Regions from separate parts of the Mus musculus genome. Here region 2 is linked to region 1. A link is a contact called in public Hi-C data. All regions are on one chromosome and are shown on one strand. The core of a region is the stretch at or near the end of the contact, and the rest is flanking DNA. Distances in the headings are between cores, read along the strand shown. Region 1 has its middle 81 kb from the start of Sipa1l1. Region 2 overlaps Rgs6 (regulator of G-protein signaling 6).

The links. Hi-C and Micro-C count contacts between places; a contact is called where the count stands out from the background.
Region 2: a contact with region 1 is called in a Hi-C map of cortical neurons, with 4 times the contacts expected there. The contact joins two enhancer-like sites. A contact is called at or near these places in 2 of 484 Hi-C or Micro-C datasets (cortical neurons and liver).

What each region holds. Positions count from the first base shown.
Region 1 is chr12:82,227,352-82,232,668 of GRCm38.p6, reverse strand. It overlaps a transcript of Sipa1l1 not described here. Among named protein-coding and RNA genes, the nearest start is that of Sipa1l1, 81 kb to the left of the region's middle. Within about 2 kb of position 1,473, at least 40 of the 459 cell types and tissues checked have an H3K27ac peak or open chromatin away from gene starts, as enhancers often do. A contact at or near this core is called in cortical neurons, where this site is marked.
Region 2 is chr12:82,997,443-83,002,779 of GRCm38.p6, reverse strand. All of the region lies in intron 3 of Rgs6 (regulator of G-protein signaling 6), which reads right to left. It overlaps Gm31308 (a long non-coding RNA gene), which reads left to right. Exons shown (of 2, transcript XR_381770.3): 2 at 3,101-3,503. Among named protein-coding and RNA genes, the nearest start is that of Gm31308, 4.5 kb to the left of the region's middle. Within about 2 kb of position 3,314, at least 19 of the 459 cell types and tissues checked have an H3K27ac peak or open chromatin away from gene starts, as enhancers often do. A contact at or near this core is called in cortical neurons, where this site is marked.

The DNA.
Region 1 (5,317 bases), core at 224-2,723:
TCATTCACCAAGCACAAAAAGACTTTTAAGCTAACTTCAATTTTACATTCAAATCAGGGTTTACCCAGATATTATGTGTCCGAGTACCGTGACGTTATAGAACTCAGCAGAGGAGAGCTGGAGAGGGGCCTGCAACGGTCTTTCCTGCGCTGCCACAGCTAAAAGGCACAGACAGCTCTAGACACAACCTGGGAGAGAAAGAGCCGGGGAAGGGGCCCTGAGTCACACAGCCGGAGAGGAGACGTGCCTTTCCAGGAGCCTGGCCTCTGTGGTGTAGAATACACCCACAGAATGAGGAAAGATAGCCACTAACACTCAAAACAGACGCTCTGTTTTGTTAGTCTTCATGACCTGAGCTATAACTAGCTAACTGCATAAACAAGGCATACCTGGCAGCCAACTCGCACTGATAAAACACTTGGTACAAGAAGAAACATGCCAGCTCAAAAAGAATATGACACAGGAACACACAGATGCCAACAGAAATGTTCCCTTTAGACTGGATGAAGCTTCCAGATGAAGCAAAGCAGACCCTGTATGAATAAAAGCTGACATTTTGCCTCAGATCTCGGTGATGCACATGAAGTGCAGACTCAACCACCACAAGCTGGCATGGCTAAATGGGCCCAGGCGGCAGGCAGAGGTGAACAGAGACACTCACAGCCCAAGGGACAGAAAGGCTGGGGCTCCCAGCAAACCTGTGGTAGGTGGCAGGACCTCAGGACAAGTCATGAACCAGACCCTCAACAAGTGTTACTGAGGAATATGGAGCCTAAAGACCAGGATGGCATGGGCAGGGCCAACACAGGTCCTAGAGACAAGGCTCTCCCGTGAGCACAGGGGCTCACAGCACCACCACAACAGGAAGGACCCCATCAAGAGCGAAAACTAAAGCCAGGTCAAAGCCTAGTTCCTGATCAAGGAGAAACAAGAAAAAGGGGGCCTGAAGGGCAGAGCCACAGCTGCCACCATGGAGACTCAGGAACTGCAGCGCACCATTTGCAATGTAACCCTGACCCCCTGCACACCCTCCCCACTTTTTTCTGGACTTAAACTGGTCTTTATATCAAACTCATAATAAAATATCAAACATAAACACTTCTTTTTTGTTGTTTGTTTTTTCCACTCTCAGCAATAAAATATATTCTTTCCAAAAAAGAAAGGTTGTTCAATTTCCTGTCAAAAGCAATCTGGAGAAGGCCACCTACACTGTAAAGGCAGCTAGAGGAAAATAGCTACAGAAAAGCCTGCGTGTGTGGGCGGCGCTGAGTGCCGTGGAACTAGCACTCTGGTTGTTAAAGGCGCTTTTCCTTGATCATTCCGAGAAATATGAAAATTAGTCAGGCTGACTGCCACAGAGAAGCTTGTCCTCTAGCCTACCCAAGGAGAACAGAACCTGTGGCAGGCTTCAGCCTCGCCAGGGAGGAATGTCAGGGGGAGTAGTTTCATGTCTTCAGCAACAGTTTTCTGTATCCTGGAGGGAAGGCATAATCTGACAGCTTAAGGTAATGCTGTCAGAGAACGGTAGCCATGGTCATGTGACTGTGACCCTTGTTGCTATATCCCACACTCCATCTGAATCACAAATCTCTAAACCAAGATCTCTTCCCAAATGTCCACTCCTAAAGCTTTGGGGACTAACCACTCAGAATACAAACGTGCTCTTGAGTTCGCCCCACCATCACATCTCTCTGACCCCACACATCCCTTCTGCAAAGTTTAGACAGGCAACCAGTGGGCCCAGCACTTTAAAACACAAACTCAGACTGGCAGCCGGTTCTTTGATTGCAAGCACCGCATCCACCATCTCAGCACTGCCTGGGACTTAGCTCCAGGACGCCTGACTCTTCTGGCCTCTGTAGGCACCTGCACTCATGTGCACACTCATGTACAGACACATAACCAAAAACAAATGTGTTTAAAGTAAACATAAGACCTGGGACACGCTCAGAACTGAAGTAGATGCAGTGTGGTGGGGACAGTAAACTCAAGAAAACAGTGCATACAATGTAACTTAAAACATGGAATCTCTGTCTACACTGTGACAATGTAATTTACATAAGCCATGCTTCCCATTCAAAGAAACAACTTCCACAAAGGCAAGACAGAGGTGAAACAATGATCCTAAAAGACTGCACAAATGATACACCAGTAACTACTAACAAGCCTGCAGACCCAAAGACAGACAGACCAGAAGAAAGCCGTGTGGCAGGCCAGCTGCCAGCAAACGAGGACATCAAGCCTGTAAACGGTTTGTGTGATAAACTAACAGTTCTGAGCTAGTCAACCAACTCAAGGGCTTTGCCTGGTTTTACTCAGTAAATTCTGATAAACCTAAAATAACTTTTTTCCCTGGACACCTGACCACAAACAGTCAATGACTATAAGGGCTGACTGACAAGTACTTCCTACAAACACCAGCTTTCGCCTATAAAGTGTCACAGCTGTGACTATCAGAACCCAGAATGTAGCACTGATATAAAGACCATGATCTACCTCAGAGGCCATGTCTACCTTCCTCTAACTACTCTAATAATGTCTATTTTAATAAATGGACCCAATCCAGAACCTTGCACTATGCTTACGACCCCTCGTCTCCCTGCTCCTGTGGTCACGGCAATGGGGACGATTCCTGGCCCAGTTTGTGCAACGTGCCCTTGATTTGTGTCCGTTTGATAGCCCCTTGCGATTAGGTTATGTAGATTTTCCACAGGAATGCGACCTATACCAGAGCTCCTCTGACCGCACTGTCAGGTGGAACACAGCTTCTAAGTCTAAAATATGGCAATTGAGCTCATACTTCTTAGCTGAGGTAGTAGCTGTCAGAATTCCAAACAGGAAAGCTACTGTCTTCCCTTTCATGATTGTTAATTAGTGGGTGACACTTTAAGACTATACAGAAGGCTGGAGAGATGACACTTGCTGTCCTTGAACAGACCTGGGTTTGTTTCCACAGCCACACAATGACTCTAGTGTCAAAGGGTCTGAGGCCTTCTTCTGTCCTCTGTAGGTACTCAGCACATACATACATGCAGACACACATACACATTTGAAAAATAAGACTGCATAGGTACTGTATTTTTCAACAAATGGTCAATACTTATATTGATACTCCACTATTGCCTTCCACATAGTGAGAAAACAGTATTTAGACGCCAAGACCAGAGTGCTTTCTACAAAAGGAGCGCTGCTGTCTCCAAGCCTTCGAAGGGACAAGAAGCATCACATACACATGTGCACACTTATTACTGTGTTTCCTGACTTTTCTATGCCACCGAAAACCTATACCTTGAGTTCTAATCCAACACCTCAGGCTCACCACCCAACTGCCCACCTGTCCCTTCCCTGTGAGAGTGTTACAACTGACTCTCACAGACCAAAATATACTTATATAAGAACCCATTCCTCCACCACATACCAGGCAGTGCCACCTCTACTACCCAGGATGTAGTAAAGGAAAAAGTCTATTTTCTCTAACTGAAGGTCAGTAAGGAGGCAGCCCAGCAAGACAAAATGCTTTAGACAAAAACTGGCCCTCCAGCCCCTCAGAGAAGAAAAGAAAGAGAGTAAACTGCCTGGCTGTGCTCCTGGGGCCTTATTAAGATGCTACATATATGATGATACTAATTTTTCAGAGTTTAAATAGTCCAAGCTCAAAATAGGTTCTTCAAAGATGCAATCACTTAAAGAGCTAGGGTATCCTAAGCCTACAATTCAGGATTATGGCCCTCTCCAGAGGGAGACAGGTAGTTGCCACAATGCACAGCTTTAAAGCACCAGTTATGTTCTAGTGAGGAGGAGGATGAGCAGGAGAAACACCATCATGACTGCACCAACTAGCTTCTGTGAGTGAGTTCTCTGAGCTTCTGAGCCATTTCTAGAAAGACCCTTAGGACATGGACAAATGTGGGTTCACAGATTCCTCCTGAAGTTAGGGACACAAAACTATGGACCAATTTGATCCATCTACAGGAACAACACGCAAATTCCTAGCACATTCCACAGCCTGTAGTTTGGTCCAACTCAGTTACCAGATAATATTTACTACCAGAAGACGCTGCATCTGTAATAAAACTCTGCTAAATAAATGAATAATTATGCCAATCAAAATTATGACCAGGTTAATACAGGAAAGCACCCTCAAGGGCATGACACAAAAAGCAAGGGCTGAGGAGCTGCAGGCCACCACGCAGCTCCTAGCCATCAGCCAGTGAAACTGTGACATTCCTCAGAAATATGCAGAAAATTTCCTTCCATCACAAAAAGACTGTATGGATCAAGTGACAAAATTTAAATGAGAGCTTTTCAATATGACATGTAAGAGAACCAGGAATGAAAGGATAGTAGCTACCAGTGAGGATACAGGCAGTCACTCAACATGACAGCGAGGAGCTACACGGGCTCCTTACCAAAACTTAAAAACACTGCAACTTCAAGTAAAATTAGGAGACTTCATGCCCCTAATAAACTTAAAGAGAATTATAGTTTTTATTTCTACTACCTTCTGGACAGACAACTGTCTCAGTTAAAGTGTAAGCTACCTTTTCCTGCTCTTGAGCATATATCTTTATTTGCTTGTTGTTTAATGCTTTTTGCTACCTATTTTTTTAAAGCAGGTCCCTCAAAGGAAAGCTTAGAAAATTTTAAGGCTATAGCTATAATCCTGAGTATCAGTCTCAAAACAGAAATTAACATACTTCTGGCAAGAGTTATAAAATTATTAATTTGTGTCCCCATTGACTTCAAGTGAGTACAAAACATGGTCTCTCCACTGCAAAGTGGTGTGTGCATACATGTGAATGCTAGGGGTGAGAAGAGAAAAAAGTGTCTCTAGGCCACAGAGTGGGGCCTGGCAGTCCCCACTGGATAGTGACAGTGACATTGACACTGATGAAATGATGCTCTCTGTGACATGCAGGGAGAAAGGAGTGGGAGGTGAAGAGTACTACATTTTACAGAACATTTCAAACTCCACATGTACAGATATGAGTCTATGCTGGGGAACAGGTACAAAGAGCACATGGGGGTCTAGAACTTTCTAAAGCACACAGTCTAACCTATAATGCACATAGATGCGACAGGAACAGAGCACACAGCTCCCTGTTCCTCCACACCCAGCCGTCTTCACTAGATGTGATTAAACCAGAGGCCTCTGCTGTTATGTGATGAGGCGGTCACTTGGCATGAAGAGTTTCTGCTGCTCTTGTAGAGCAGGGAGTGTGGCTCCCAGTACCCACAGCAGGCAGCTCAGGAGTCTTTAAACCCAGTGATCCCGTGCTGTCCTCTGACTCCACGGGCACTGAGCTCATGTGCCCAT
Region 2 (5,337 bases), core at 2,065-4,564, 770 kb before region 1:
CACATGCCCAATTTCTCTGCAGCTCAGACTGTCTCTGAAAACAAGAGAATTAGAGAATAGACCTGTGATTCTAGACCCAGAAACCACGTTAGAATGCCTGAGATGCCTTAGCATTTAGTGATGCTGAGCCATACCCCAAAGCCATTGGGAGCTGGGACACTGACGACCTGCAGCCATGGTTAAGGGCCTCCAAGCTTTTTCAATCACTCACAGCCTTGATTCCCAGATTCCAGAATATCTCACCGTGGGCTCAATTACAGCTTCTCAATACCCCAAGGAAAGTGAGGGCCAAAATGTGCCAGATTGTCCCCTGTGGGGTGGTGGCTTGGAACTCTCAGGCAGAAGGGAAACTTGGAGAGGACATAGATGCAGTGTTTTCCAGGCTTGAAGGGTGGGCAGTATGATCTTCCAGGCTGGTCACTTGTTATTTGGTTAGCCCAGTCTTTGACCTCCATGGCTTCTTGTGGTGGTGAAGGTCTGCATAGCTGCCAAGTGCACTCCTAACTTGTCAAGGCTTAACCTTTGCCTATTGGCAGTTCATCTGGAAATTCTAAATGTTTCTCTAAGACAGCTGGGGAGAGAATGGGGATGGTATATTCCATAATATAGAGAGACTGCTGGAGAGGAAGGTGGAGAAGGTATATCCCATAATATACAGAGACTGCTGGAGAGGAAGGTGGAGAAGGTATATCCCATAATATGCAGAGACTGCTGGAGAGGAAGGTGGAGAAGGTATATCCCATAATATGCAGAGACTGCTGCTGGAGAGGAAGGTGGAGAAGGTATATCCCATAATATGCAGAGACTGCTGGAGAGGAAGGCAGAGAAGGTATATCCCATAATACACAGAGACTGCTGGAAAGGAAGGTAGAAGGTTTGCCTGTTTGTTTTCCACCCAGCACCCAGGATCTTTAGGAGGCCATACATTGTCAACATGGCTAAGCTAAACCACCTTCACCTGAGTGCCTCTCCTGAGTATCTTCAGGTAGGTGGAGCATGGACTGCATCAGTGACTGAGACCCAGAGGGCAGAAGGGAATCTTGTGGCTCAATCTATCTTATCTGCTGCTCACTTACTGGATGGTGGCAGAAGTTAGGACCGCCACCACTCTACTTCCCTGTCCCCAATGTAGCTCGTTTGATCCCTTCCCAGGTGTGTGCTTATCAGTGTGTTATAGAAGTCCGTGTTCTCTGCAGGGCACTAAGCAGATGGGAGACAGCCTTAACTGACAGGGCTCCCTGGCACCCATTCTATACCCTAGCTCAAGCCTTTTGCTCCTTGTCTTTCTATCCATTCCCCTTTCTACCAGCCTTTTGGACTTCAAGCTTCAATACTGTGTGATCAGATCAGCCTTGTGCAGACAGCAAGCACCCCCTCATCAGCTGCACCAGCTGAGGCACATTGTAAGGAAGGTGTTTTATTCAGGCCAAATGACTATCACGTAATATGGTTGTGAGAACAAATGCTCTAAAATGGACCCAAGGGGTCTTTAATCTAGAAGAGTAAAAAGGAGCTAGAAAGGGTTCTACAGAAAACTGGTTGTTATACTGTGTTGGTGGGAAAAAGAATAGCGCGGGCCATTGGCTGTGACTCATTTTATGTTATAGGCTCTGGGCAAGAGTTCAGGGAACTGAGAACAAAGTAGTCTCCAAGTCATTTATGGTTTTAATGGAGGAAGTATATTCACAAGGGACTAAGGTTAAAGGCGGTTCAAGATGAAGTGCACTGGCTCAAGAGACTTTGGAATACAGAAGAACAAGAGTGTTGTTTCCACAACTCAAGTCTACCAAGCCTGATAGGATTTGGGAATATTCATATTCTCTCTCTCTCTCTCTCCCTCTCCCTCTCCCTCTCCCTCTCCCTCTCCCTCTCCCTCTCCCTCTCTCTCTCCCTCTCTCTCCCTCTCTCTCTCCCTCTCTCTCTTTCCCTTCCTCCCTCCCTCTCTCTCCTCCCCTCTCCTCATCTCCCTCCCTGTCACCATCCCCTCCCCTTCTCCCCTATCTCCCTGTCTCTCTCCTTTCCCTCTCCTCTCCCCCCTCTCATTGTCCCCTTTCCCTTTCCTCCCTATCCCCTCTCCTGCCCCTCCCCTATTCCTCCCCCATTTTCACTGCTATTTCTGCTTTTCTGCTTAAACAGATACTGTGGTCTTTTAAAAATTCCCACTTGGCCATGTCACCCTCACTTGAAGCCCTCGACGTTTCCCCCCCACTGCGTTCAAGAGTCACGTCTCCCGGGCTCCGGCCTCACTCCTCCCAGTTTTTTGGCCGCAGCCTGGCTCATCCTCCCTGCCAGAGTCCTTTCCATAACGAGGACTTTGCATGAGATGCTGCCTGGTACGAGTTGCTTGAGTTGCTTTTCTCCCTGTTGTGACCAAAATGTGTCATAGCAGCGACTTATGGGAAGAGGAGTTTCTTTTGGCTCCTATTTCGGGGACTTTGGTCTATTGTAGTAGAGAAGGCAAGGTCAAGTTCATGGTAGCAGGAGCACGGCAGGAAGGCTTGTTCACACTGTGTGGGCCAGGAAGCAGAGAATGCAGACCGGAGCCAGAGCCAGAGCCAGAGCCAGAGAGCCAGAGCCAGAGAGCCAGAGCCAGAGAGCCAGAGCCAGAGCCAGAGCCAGAGCCAGAGCCAGAGCCAGAGCCAGAGCCAGAGCCAGAGCCAGAGCCAGAGCCAGAGCCAGGGATCACCTTCAAAGGCCTGTTCCCAGGGACCTGCTTCTACCAGCCAGGCCTTACCTCCTAAATGTTCCACAGCCTTCAAAAACAATACTGCCAACTAAAGACTAAGTCTTCAAATCATGACCCTGTGGGAGACATTTGAGACCCAAACAGTGACATGTTCCCTTGGCCTAGGTGTCTTCTTTCAGCCATCTCTCTTGTCTAGCCCCAACACATATGTCCTGTCTTGGCTTACTGCTCAGCCCTGTCTTCTCTATTATGGTACACTTCGCCCCTGAATACCACCAGGCATTCACTAAGTGTGTGATTTCATCCCTAACATTTCCTTCCATTGGACCCTACACTTCATATGGTTACCCTTGACTTGTTCTCACAGTATCTACCACCTTCTTCAGTAGCTGTTAACATTCCTTCTTGGCACAGGAAATATTAGCTCGATAAGTGAATAATTAAAGACACCAGACAGATGGAGGACATGGTGGAGAAGAATCAGAAGATGACAGAGGGCTGGAGGGATAAAGGAGCTGGAGAATTAACATCTGGCCTCTTGGAGGAGAGAGACTCACCAGCCCACTGTGGATGAAGCTGCACCCAGTTAGCTCAATGCCTTTCTTCATCAAAATACACGGGCAACTATTAAGTCACGTGTGTTGGATGCCCTCTGAGAGCAGGGCCAACGCCCCTTTGCCTTGGCCAATTACCGCTAATGACTTCTCAAACACGACAGCTGTTATTCTTAACTACTGAAGCAATCAGCCAAACCAGTGTTCAACTTTTCCCCCAATGTTTGAATCACTTTAAAATAAAAGTAGAAATTGGAAATGTAGCAGTGTCTTCAGAATAAATTAGTGAGGATCTGTGGGAGAGAAAAACAACTAACACTTATGTGAGATACGGCAACGCTTCCTTCCAAGGGCAATTTATATAAGCAAACCGTTTGGGGGGCTGGTTTTAGTTGACTGATTCACGAGTTTGTATTTGCAAGGTATGTCTCAATGCCAGCTTCTTCGTCTAGCTTAGGAGCCCAGCCTCCTAAACCCTGGACACCATCCTGCAGAACGAAGCTTGAGAATAGCTCTCGATGACTGATGTTTGCCTATAGCCCCAGAAAGGAAGAACCACTGATCTCAAAGGGTCTGCTTGCTATATCTTAGCCCTGGAATGAGAGCCAAAACACTTGGCTTGAGCTCCAGCCTCACTGGGAGATAGCTTTGAGACATTGGGAAGCTCATGCAGCCAACTTGTGGAAATCCAGACTCCTAGTGTTACATCATTGGATGAATCATTGGATGAGATCACAAAAGGCCTTGAACCCCAGTCTTCTGCTGTTTCTGAGGCTTTCTCATCCCTGCAGCGATCGTGTTGAGCCGCCTGGCTCAGACAAGCACCAAGACTCCTGGGAAGCCAGTGCAGATGCTGAATTCAGGGAACTACCACCTCTAGCCTCCCTCATTCCTCGCCCCTCCCCACCTCTAGCCTCCCTCATTCCTCACCTCTCCCCAGTCTTTTTTCCCCTCTGAACGTCTTTCACTCAGACATTCTAGATCTGAGGAGACCATTTCTTAGGTATGTGTCCTGGCTACTTTTGTGTCAACTTGACACAGGCTGGAGTTATCACAGAGAAAGGAGCTTCAGTTGAGGAAATGCCTCCATGAGATCCAACTGTAAGGCATTTTCTCAATTAGTGATCAAGGGGGAAAGGCCCCTTGTGAGTGGGACCATCTCTGGGCTGATAGTCTTGGTTCTATAAGAGAGCAGGCTGAGCAAGCCAGGGGAAGCAAGCCAGTAAAGAACATCCCTCCATGGCTTGTGTATCAGCTCCTGCTTCCTGGCCTGCTTGAGTTCCAGTCCTGAATTCCTTGGTGATGAACAGCAGTATGGAAGTATAAGCCGAATAAACCCTTTCCTCCCTAACTTGCTTCTTGGCCATGATGTTTGTGCAGGAATAGAAACCCTGACTAAGACAGTATGTGACAGCATTAGATCACATTTTTCTTCCAAGACAATTAAGATTTACAATGAAAAAAAATTTACAATGGACACTATGATACTATATCCTTCCTTCTTCCCAACAGACTGGTCAGCACTGCCATCTGGAGACACCACTGTCTCCTTTCACAGAGCTCCTGTGAAAAGCTGCTCTCAAGAACTATGGCTCTCTCTACCCTTTTGTTTGGTTTTCCTCAATGATAAAGACTGATATGTTGTCTTAAGGACTTCTTCAGTTTCCTACACTACGCTGAAGTCCTACACTACACAAGTGTGTGCTGTCCTTGAATTCCAGCTTTAAATTCCAGCTTGACTTTTAGTTAAATTTAAATTTTAATTCTAGCCTTGACTTTTAATTTGGGGATATGCAATGGAATTCAAAGAATTTATGAAAATCAACTCAACAGATTCTTTAATTAACACAGCTCTAACAGTTTTGCCCACATGAGATAGCCTTTACCTTCATTAATGTAGAAAAAGCAGTTCAACTTGAATATGAGCTAGCTGAATGGTTTTATTGTAGTTTTCCCCTAAGTCTTGATAAACATTTTGTGTCTGAATGGCTGAAGAAACAAATAGCCAAGCATAATTAATATGGCTCTTGAGAAGTGAACAATTATACCGCTTGGGATATTCCTATTCATAACAACCAGTTACCAAATGTTCCCAGA